Regions from separate parts of the Rattus norvegicus genome. Here region 2 is linked to region 1. Evidence: chromatin contacts called from public Hi-C data. All regions are on one chromosome and are shown on one strand. Each heading gives the region's core, a stretch centred on a gene start, on an enhancer-like site or on the middle of the called end of the contact. The rest is flanking DNA. Distances are from core to core; before and after follow the strand shown.

Region 1 (3,950 bases), core at 99-2,598:
GGTAGGTCTGGGAGGTGGAAGGTGAAGGACAGAGGATCAGGAGTTCCAGGCTACCCTCAGTCCAGTTCCTAGTCACTGAGTTTCTTTTTTTTTTTTTTTTTTTTTTGGTTCTTTTTTTTCGGAGCTGGGGACCGAACCCAGGGCCTTGTGCTTCCTAGGCAAGGGCTCTACCACTAAGCTAAATCCCCAACCCCAGTTACTGAGTTTCTTAAAGGGCCATAAACTACCTGTATTTATAGCTCCCAAGACAATGGAGCGTAGGTAGAATGCAGTCTGGATGGAGGCGCAGAGTACCCGGAACGAACTGGATCAAACTAATCTAAGCTTCAGAATGAGATGGAATGTTGTGTTAATATCTTAGGGACTAAGAGGTTTTTCTCTCCCTATAGGATAATGTTGAAACCTTAATCTTGGAAGTGGGACAAAGGCGGTGCTGTTGGCCAATTTTCAAGGCCTCAAGGAAGTAGGGAAGGCTTTGATATAATCTCTCTCCCCTTTTGATGTAGGAGCAGCTAAAAAAAAAAGATTATGTATCTTCATGGATACAAAGGAGAGAAGGTATTTTAAAATGTACAATCCTGTATCCATCTGGATTTATACACATTCACTGAAAGACAGTTTTGTTAGGAGTAAAGGGCAGGATCGTTTTTTGAAAGTATATTGTCTTCTCTAGAAAAGAACACCCGGTTTCGGCTAGGTGATTAAGAGCACTGGCTTTTCAGTCCCCACCACCCACATGGCACCTCACAACTGTCTAACTCCAGTTCAGGGGATCCCACACTCTCTGGTCGGACACCAATGTACATAAATTTAAAAAGTAAAGAAAACAAAACCAGCCGATTTCAGGAACTTTACTAGCTGGGTCGCCCATAAGTCTTGGAGCTTGAGGCTGTGGCTCAGGAATAGAGCAAAGAAAAAACGGAAGCAGGTCATTCATGGAAACGCAGGGTCCTTGGCGGGCACCGGCTGCCTCATTGGACAGGAGTTAGGGGTTTTACACTCTTCTTCGGTGTGAAGTGCGGGGAGAGGGGCAAGAGCACGGTCAAAGAATAGAGAAGGCGAGGCTGGCCAACCTCTGAGTCCGCTCCTCCGTATCCTGCAGCCCAAAACTCCTGTGGTGCCTCTTCCCGGGGCTTCAGGGTTGCCTAGCAACTCGCACGCCTGGACGCTCCAGGGCTAAGCAGCAGGGTGTCGCCCTCAGGAGGCAGATCCGGCGCGCCAGCCACAGGGGACACGTGGACTCAATGGATCGGGCCGCGCAGGGGGCGGGGCCGACGGCTCCCGGGGCGGTGGGAGGCTGTGCGCCTGCGCGGCTGACCGAGGGGCGGGTCCGGCGTGCGGAGAAAAAGCGTCAGGGGGACGGCAGCTGGCAAGGTTCATCCAGAAGTGCTTCGCGACTGCGTCAGGGATTATCAGGGTGAGCGAACCGGCGGGCGGGAGGCCTGACCCTTGGAGCAGAGGTCGGTCGGTGGCTCCCGGGCCTGGGACTCGGGATGGGAGGCCAGGGCGGCAGGGTGGAGGATGCCGACCGTCCGGGCACAGTGGGACCTGTGGCCCACGGCAGCCGCCTGTCTTCCGAGAGGGTTTCGGGGCCAGACGTGTCTGGCTGGCGGAGTCCCGCGCTGCTGTTTTCGCTCACCCCATTCCCGGGCGTCTAAGTGTCTGGCTGTAGGGTCAGCTGTGTGGACTTGTCACGTACCCCGGCTGGCCTAGAAGCACGAGGGCCACAGGCGTTACTCCATCTGTCCCTGGCTCCCCATCTGCCCCTGGCTCCCCCATCTTCCTCGGGGCAGACCCGCAGGTCCTGTTGTCTCGGCGGGGTTGGCTAGGTTGAGCCTGGGAGGTTAGGAAGACAAGGGATGCTCGTTTCTCTTGTTTTCCTTTTCTGGAAAACCTCCATCCACACATGTGCCCAAACCAGAGGCCTAGGCATCAATCTCGCCTACACTCGTCAAATACATTGAACCCATTCAGAACTCTCACTTTTCCAGACACCTTGCCTTAACAATCAGCTCCTCTTTCTGCTCCGTTGATATTTACTGATACTCTTCCACGTGTCCAATACAGGGAGCTAGAGACACGCTCTTGAAACAAATCTCTTATGCTCCTCCACCCTGCCCCATTCCCTGGTTCTTCTGTGGATTCTCTTTGCCCTTCTAAGCCCTTCCACAGGCCTACCATACCTGTGTGACTCACTGTCTTTGAACTTTACTCAAGACCTGTCCCTCAACTGAATATTCTGCAGCTACATTGGACCCAAGTCATTTCTGAGTTTAGGCGTTCACCGCCATATGTTCTGTCTATGAGGGGAATACATCGTTTTTGGTTGAAATATTTCTTCTCATGCTTTCTGTGGATGGGGGTTTATGTGGTACCCCTTGAGTGTCTCTTTGGTGATCTCTGTTTTGTATTAAGCTGTCATCTATGAGAGAGGAGTCCACCTGTTCTCACAACCCTCACAGTTCTGCTCTTCCTATGTTACTAGGCTGTTAGTTAAAGGGTAGCATGCTTTTCCTTTGGAATCCCCCAATGAACAAGTGGATCAAAATATTAAACACCAAATTGTTCAGGACAAATTCTCAACCTCAGCCCAGGTAAAGGTTTCTTTAACTGGGAGACTTATGGTTGGTTTTACTTCAAGAGCAAGGAGACAACCAGGACTAGTCAATTTTCATTGGCATTGGCTCTGGGTACAGGATAGATATCTGGGTGTTGTCAAATGTGAAAATTCCTAAGAGCCTCTGACTTAGAAAAAGGCTGCCAACAGCTGCTAGGAGGAAAGCTCACTCCCTGATAGGAATAATGACACAATGGGAGGAGAGGGTGGGCCAGGCCCTTCCCAGGAGCAGGCATGCTCCAAACGGAGAGCTCGGCCTAAGACCAGGGCCTTGGAGATGAAGTACTGTGCCACATCTCACCTTATTCTAACCACATTGTCCCAGGCCAGCTCAGCATTGGTACACAAATGAGAGGAAAAAGAAACATAGGAAGGAAGAAACAGACAAGGAAGCAAAGGGTGTTATCTGCAAGAGTCTTTGGGTTATGTCTGAGCTGGACCTAGAAGGAATGACCAGACACAGTGGCAACAGAGACCTCCGGAGCAGTGAGAGGAACCTTGTTGGAGTCAAGGCTCTGAGGGGGCCAGCATTGCTCTGTCAGACTCATGCTGCTCCTTGCGATGAACGTGATGGCATGGATTTTGTCTCCAGCCCCCTGGATGCGAGGGTGATCTGGTTGCAGCAGATCATACCCCATGGAACCAGGGTTAGTGGTGATGGTCTGTTGGGCTTAGCAAAATCCTTTTCCTCTTTCGTTGCTCTGTGTGTCTCTCCCAGAGTTTCTCATTCTGTTGAAGATGACCTTTTCCAGGGGCTGAGGAACAGTCTTTCAGTCAAGAATATATAAGCAGTTATGCTAACCTATAAGTAAACTATTTATGGAAGAAATAAGATAGTCAAATTTCAAGACTCCAGGCCCATCAAAAGGAGTCAGCCTGTTTTTAGAAAAGGAAAATCAGTCTCCCTGAGTTGGATTTTTCTCCAGCTTGGCTTATGCCATGTCCTGAGGCCAGTGAACCAGCCAGGGAGCCCTTGGGGCTTATCTCCCAGGCTGTGTGCCCATGGCCTTGAACTGGAGCGTGCCTGATGCAACGTGTTCTGGGCAGCCAGGATGTAGTACTCTGTTTCCTTTAGACCAGGAACAGTTTAATCTGACAAGTGGCGGTCACTGCCTCTCGCTATCTCGGTGCTTTGCAGATCTTCCTTCCCATCTCCCGGGTCTGGTATTCCTTGTGCTTTCATGGTTGGGAATTTGCCGTGGCAAGCTCAGTGGTTCTGGGCTTTTATGCTGTGTCCACACAGTCCCTGTGTTTATTAACCAGTTGGTCAATGTCCTGTATTAAATCAATTGAAAACATCCCATAGTACACATCGCAGTTGGAGCCAACCGTG
Region 2 (4,427 bases), core at 375-2,874, 840 kb after region 1:
GCTGGACAAAGTGGGGCTGCTCTGTCAGATGGGAAAGCGGCAATGGAGTTCCATCCGGCTACAACACGCATGGGGTCTGCATGAGCACACACGCACACACCCTACCTCAACAAGGCACCTCCACGAACCCTGAGTGTGAATATAAAAATTAGCAGCATTGGAGTGAGCAAAGAGGTGAGCAGAATGAGTGTGCCCCTTCATGTTGGAAAACGTGCCAAACAGACCCACGTGGAAGAATACACACACACACACACACACACACACACACACACACACACACACACAAGTGTATAAATGTGTCTATCACTTCGTCCCCAAAGTTAGAGAATTTGTTTTTTGGCTTGGGTGTTTTGTTTGTTTGATCTTTCTTTGAGTCAATCTTCATATACAGAGAGAGTCGCCTCAAACTTTCTATCCTCCTGCCTCAGCCTCCAAGTGTTCAAAGGTGATAAATCCTATGTTTATTTTACCATAATAAAATGTGGAAATATAGAAGAAAATCTTCTTTCCGTGTTTCCTTACATGTAAAGAAGCTACCTTATGTGACAGACTCTAGACTAAGAGGCAGCACTCCTCCCTGTCTGCCCTGAGGTGGGCACACTGGAGCAAAGTGAGCCCTATAACTTTGCACTTCATTCTAGAATGGGTCCTTGCTTCAAGACCTGGGTGACCACTTTCTTCATGCAGCCTGATTGGTATGAAATTATGCGGCCCCTCTACTTGCACTCTTATCCCCCTCTCCACGTCCCTCGGCTCTCCTCAGGCAACGGAGATTGGCACTCAGTGACTTTACACACCGACCCTCCTATCAGAGTCTCCATAAGCCCTCAGTCACTTGCAGGCCACAGGGCCCTGAGTGTAAATTGGCTAAGGAAGAGAAATGGCATTGCCGCCCACCCATCCTGCTCACACAGGATGTTCTTCAGCACCAAGATGTGCTTCCTCGCATCACTGGATAAGACACTGTGTCACACAGAGCCCAAAGCATCCACGTAGACTCTCTTCACCTAACGCTGGAGAGCATTACCAAGCCCAGCACTACCACTTCCAATCTTCTACTGTCGAGCCCGTAGCATAGAGTCCCGAGGGCTGCTAATCCAAACCATCTAGAGGTATTGAACATCGAGGGCTTTTGTTTTCTAGAAACAGCCAGCAAAGGGGCCAAAAGCCCTCCAACTCCTCCCAGGCCCCACCACCCCAATGTCACCTGGCCTAGCAGGATCATGGCCTACCCTTCAGGTTGCTTTCTCCGTTCTCTTAGGTGGCCTGATTATTCACTAGATCTTTCTCTCTCCTGGTCACCTTGTACCCCCGCCATCCCTTCTTTTCTTTAGGGTTTGCAGTTTTGTTAAAAGTTAAAAAAAATTAGAGTTCTTTGAAACTACAAATCCTCTACTATGTTGTCAACACTTGCTCCAGGCAGCTCTCCCCTTGCCCACAGAGATGATTAAATCACATTTGAAAAACATCACCAGTTGCTTTTTAAGGATTCTCCACGCCACCCGTTCCCCAGGGCTGGAGGGAGGCTGGTGGGCGGGTGGAGATCCTGTAGAGGCTCAGCCCCATTCCCAGTTTCCCTCACAGCAAAGTCCTCCAGGATTTGGCTTCCCAGGCCTGGCAGGAAATGCCAGAGGGTGGGGGATGGGTACAGTGTGCAGAGATGCAAGTTTTAAAGAGGCAATGCCACGGGTGAGACTGGCCAAGTCGGGTTTTGTGGGATCCAGTTGGAAGGGATGGTTTTGTAATGGGGATGATAAAACACAAACACACAACATCTAGAAGGGCCTGGGAATTTTAGTTTTCTGTTAACCACAAAAATCAAAATAAATCTATCTCTTGGGAGCCCTCTGAGCTCCAGAGGCCAATGGAACAGGAGATTTCTGAAAAAGGAGCTTCTGTACCAGGTTCACACCTGGAGCAGGAAGGCCATGCTCTTTAGCACCAAGAGGGACACTTCAGTCCCTAACGAGGGTCCCCAGCACTGCCATGCTCCTTTCCCTCAGCCTCTGACTCCACAAGAGTCTGTTCTCCTTATTTTCTCAGTATGCACCCTTCCCCACAAACCTCACCTCTTTTTCCTTATCATTTGTCCGCAAAGAAGCAGGAGAACGGAGCTGTGAAACCTAGTGTGGGGAACACGTCAAGATGAACTCTAGAAAGGACTTTGGAGCCCATCTCTAGGTGCCCACCTTCTTCCCAATGCTTGCCCTATTTCAAGGGCCAGCTCTGTAGCTTCCGTAGCCTGATTTAGGTTCTCTAGAAACTCAAAACCACAGCAGGATCTCAAGTCTAGCACAAGGCCTGAACTTGATGGGTATGTATTTGTGGTTTTATTGACTGGCCTATCTGCCCATTCTCATTAGTGCTGGGTGCCAGAATCGTTTTATTTGCTTTTTATTTCCCAGAGTCTGTGCAAGAAGACTACGGCACAGCCAAGGACAGAACAGCTTTGTAGACAGAAATCTTTTTTTTTTTTTTTGGTTCTTTTTTTCGGAGCTGGGGACCGAACCCAGGGCCTTGCGCTTCCTAGGCAAGCGCTCTACCACTGAGCTAAATCCCCAACCCCGTAGACAGAAATCTTAAGTCACTATTTGAATTCAGCATGGTCCCCCAGCAGGCTGCAGCTGCCAGACTCGACTGGGCCATTATGGTTACTGTTGATGGCTCTGCACGGTGATCATTGCTGGATGCCGGAAAAGACACAGGGCCTTCCTTACTCTACACCCTTCCACGCTCTGCCAGCCGGTCTGTACCCATCTTAAAGCGCTGCACAATCTGCTGGGATGCTCTCAAGGAAGTTTCTGGGAGAGCCATTCCTCCCCATATCCTAGAAACCGAGTCTATTGGTGACTTTTCCATTGTTGTAACCAGACACCATGACCAAGGCCACCTAAGAGTAAAGAGTTTCTTGGTGCTTATGGTTCCAGAGGGGTGGAGTCCATGATGGCATAGCAAAGATGTGGCAGCGGAAGCAGTGGGCTGGGGGCTCAGATCTTGAGTATCATGTGGGAAGCAGAGAGCACATTGGGAGTGGTGGGAGGCATCTAAAGTCTGAAGCCCAGCCCCAGTGACACAGTTCCCCCACAAAGCCACACCTCCTAAGACTCCTCACACACCAAGTAGAGACCAACTATTTAAATGTCTGAGCCTGGAGGCGTCCTTCTCATTTAAACCACCTCACTGAGGCTCAGCCCAAACCTGACTTAACACCGGCTGTTGCTCTGCCCGTTCTAATCAAGGACGAGACAAAAATCTTGATAGGATTGAAACAGATCTTTGTGGTTCTGAGTCATATACCTTGGTCAAAACCACGACGGAATCAGTGACTGAGGGATGGGACTTTTTTTCAGGAAAAACAACATCCAAGCAAGATTGAAAATTGACAGCTGATTATGGCTGCCCTCTCTGCTTCCAGTCCTGCCCAAATCTCACCCTTCAAAAGCACTGCTGCTTCGCTAGACCCCGAGGAACAGCAGCTCCCGGGTCCTCTTGGTTTGCGTGTCACTGAAACACTAAGGATTACTTAGTGTTCACTTACTGCAGAAGTTAGTCTGAGCCTCCAATCCTGAACCCAGTCAGCCAGTCATCCTTCCTCATGAAAATCTGTGTTCTGCTGAGAACCCCACACCAGCTTCAATCAGGAGGATATAGCCAATCTTCAAAACCATGACTACCGGCCATTAAAGGGCAAGTTCGTTTTTAAAAATTAAATTTGGGGTCTTTAGATGATTCTTCAAAGGTTCCTTTTATCAGTAAATCAATGAGTAAAATATATACATGGTGTATAAAACAGGCACCAACCTGCTCCTAGGGTGATGCTGGGTTCCTGACTCTGGCCTAAGGGAAGGTCTCTGAACTGCACACCAGTTCATTTCCTCTGCCCAAGTGAAGTCCATGATGTTCTTCAATGCCCCTTTGTATGTCGATGAGAAACCTTGACATTCTTCAGTGCATGATTTCTGTAAAAAATGATGCCACTGCCCTTTCTCATTTACCTATCAAGCAAACCTTCAACTTCCCAGGAATCCCCTTAGATAGGAACCCCATGCAGCCTTCACATGACTACTCCCTCTCTACACAGCCACATCAGTCAGGAGAAAGAGATGGCCTTGAGAGACGACGGGGCACTAGCTGGCTTGGCCATAGCAGCGATACTAGATCACGGCCTCACAGGGGTAGCAACCCCAGCAGCCAGAGGTACGAGGTTTGACTGCCAACATGTACTGCCTGTAGACGACAAAACCTGGTATTCATAGGCCAGAGACAGAACTGGTGCCTAGCACACAGGAGACTCTAAGTTCAGTTCCTAAAACCTACAGCACACACACACACACACACACACACACACACACACACACACACACAGGTGCACACGCAGTATTACTGGTTCTTTGAAACAATTTTCTCAGTGGTACAAAGAGGAGAGT

Evidence for each region. A called contact is a pair of places that touch in the nucleus more often than the background predicts.
Region 2: a Hi-C map of liver shows a contact between it and region 1, with 3 times the contacts expected there. The contact joins the enhancer-like site here to the promoter of Mcfd2 in region 1. A contact is called at or near these places in 8 of 12 Hi-C or Micro-C datasets (the A7r5 cell line, the Rat2 cell line, Schwann cells and 4 more).

The regions. Positions count from the first base shown.
Region 1 is chr6:13,026,702-13,030,651 of GRCr8, forward strand. It overlaps Mcfd2 (multiple coagulation factor deficiency 2, ER cargo receptor complex subunit), which reads left to right and starts at 1,349. Exons shown (of 4, transcript NM_139253.2): 1 at 1,349-1,417.
Region 2 is chr6:13,867,442-13,871,868 of GRCr8, forward strand. All of the region lies in intron 10 of Prkce (protein kinase C, epsilon), which reads right to left. Among named protein-coding and RNA genes, the nearest start is that of Prkcel1, 60 kb to the right of the region's middle. Within about 2 kb of position 1,625, at least 23 of the 93 cell types and tissues checked have an H3K27ac peak or open chromatin away from gene starts, as enhancers often do. A contact at or near this core is called in the A7r5 cell line and liver, where this site is marked.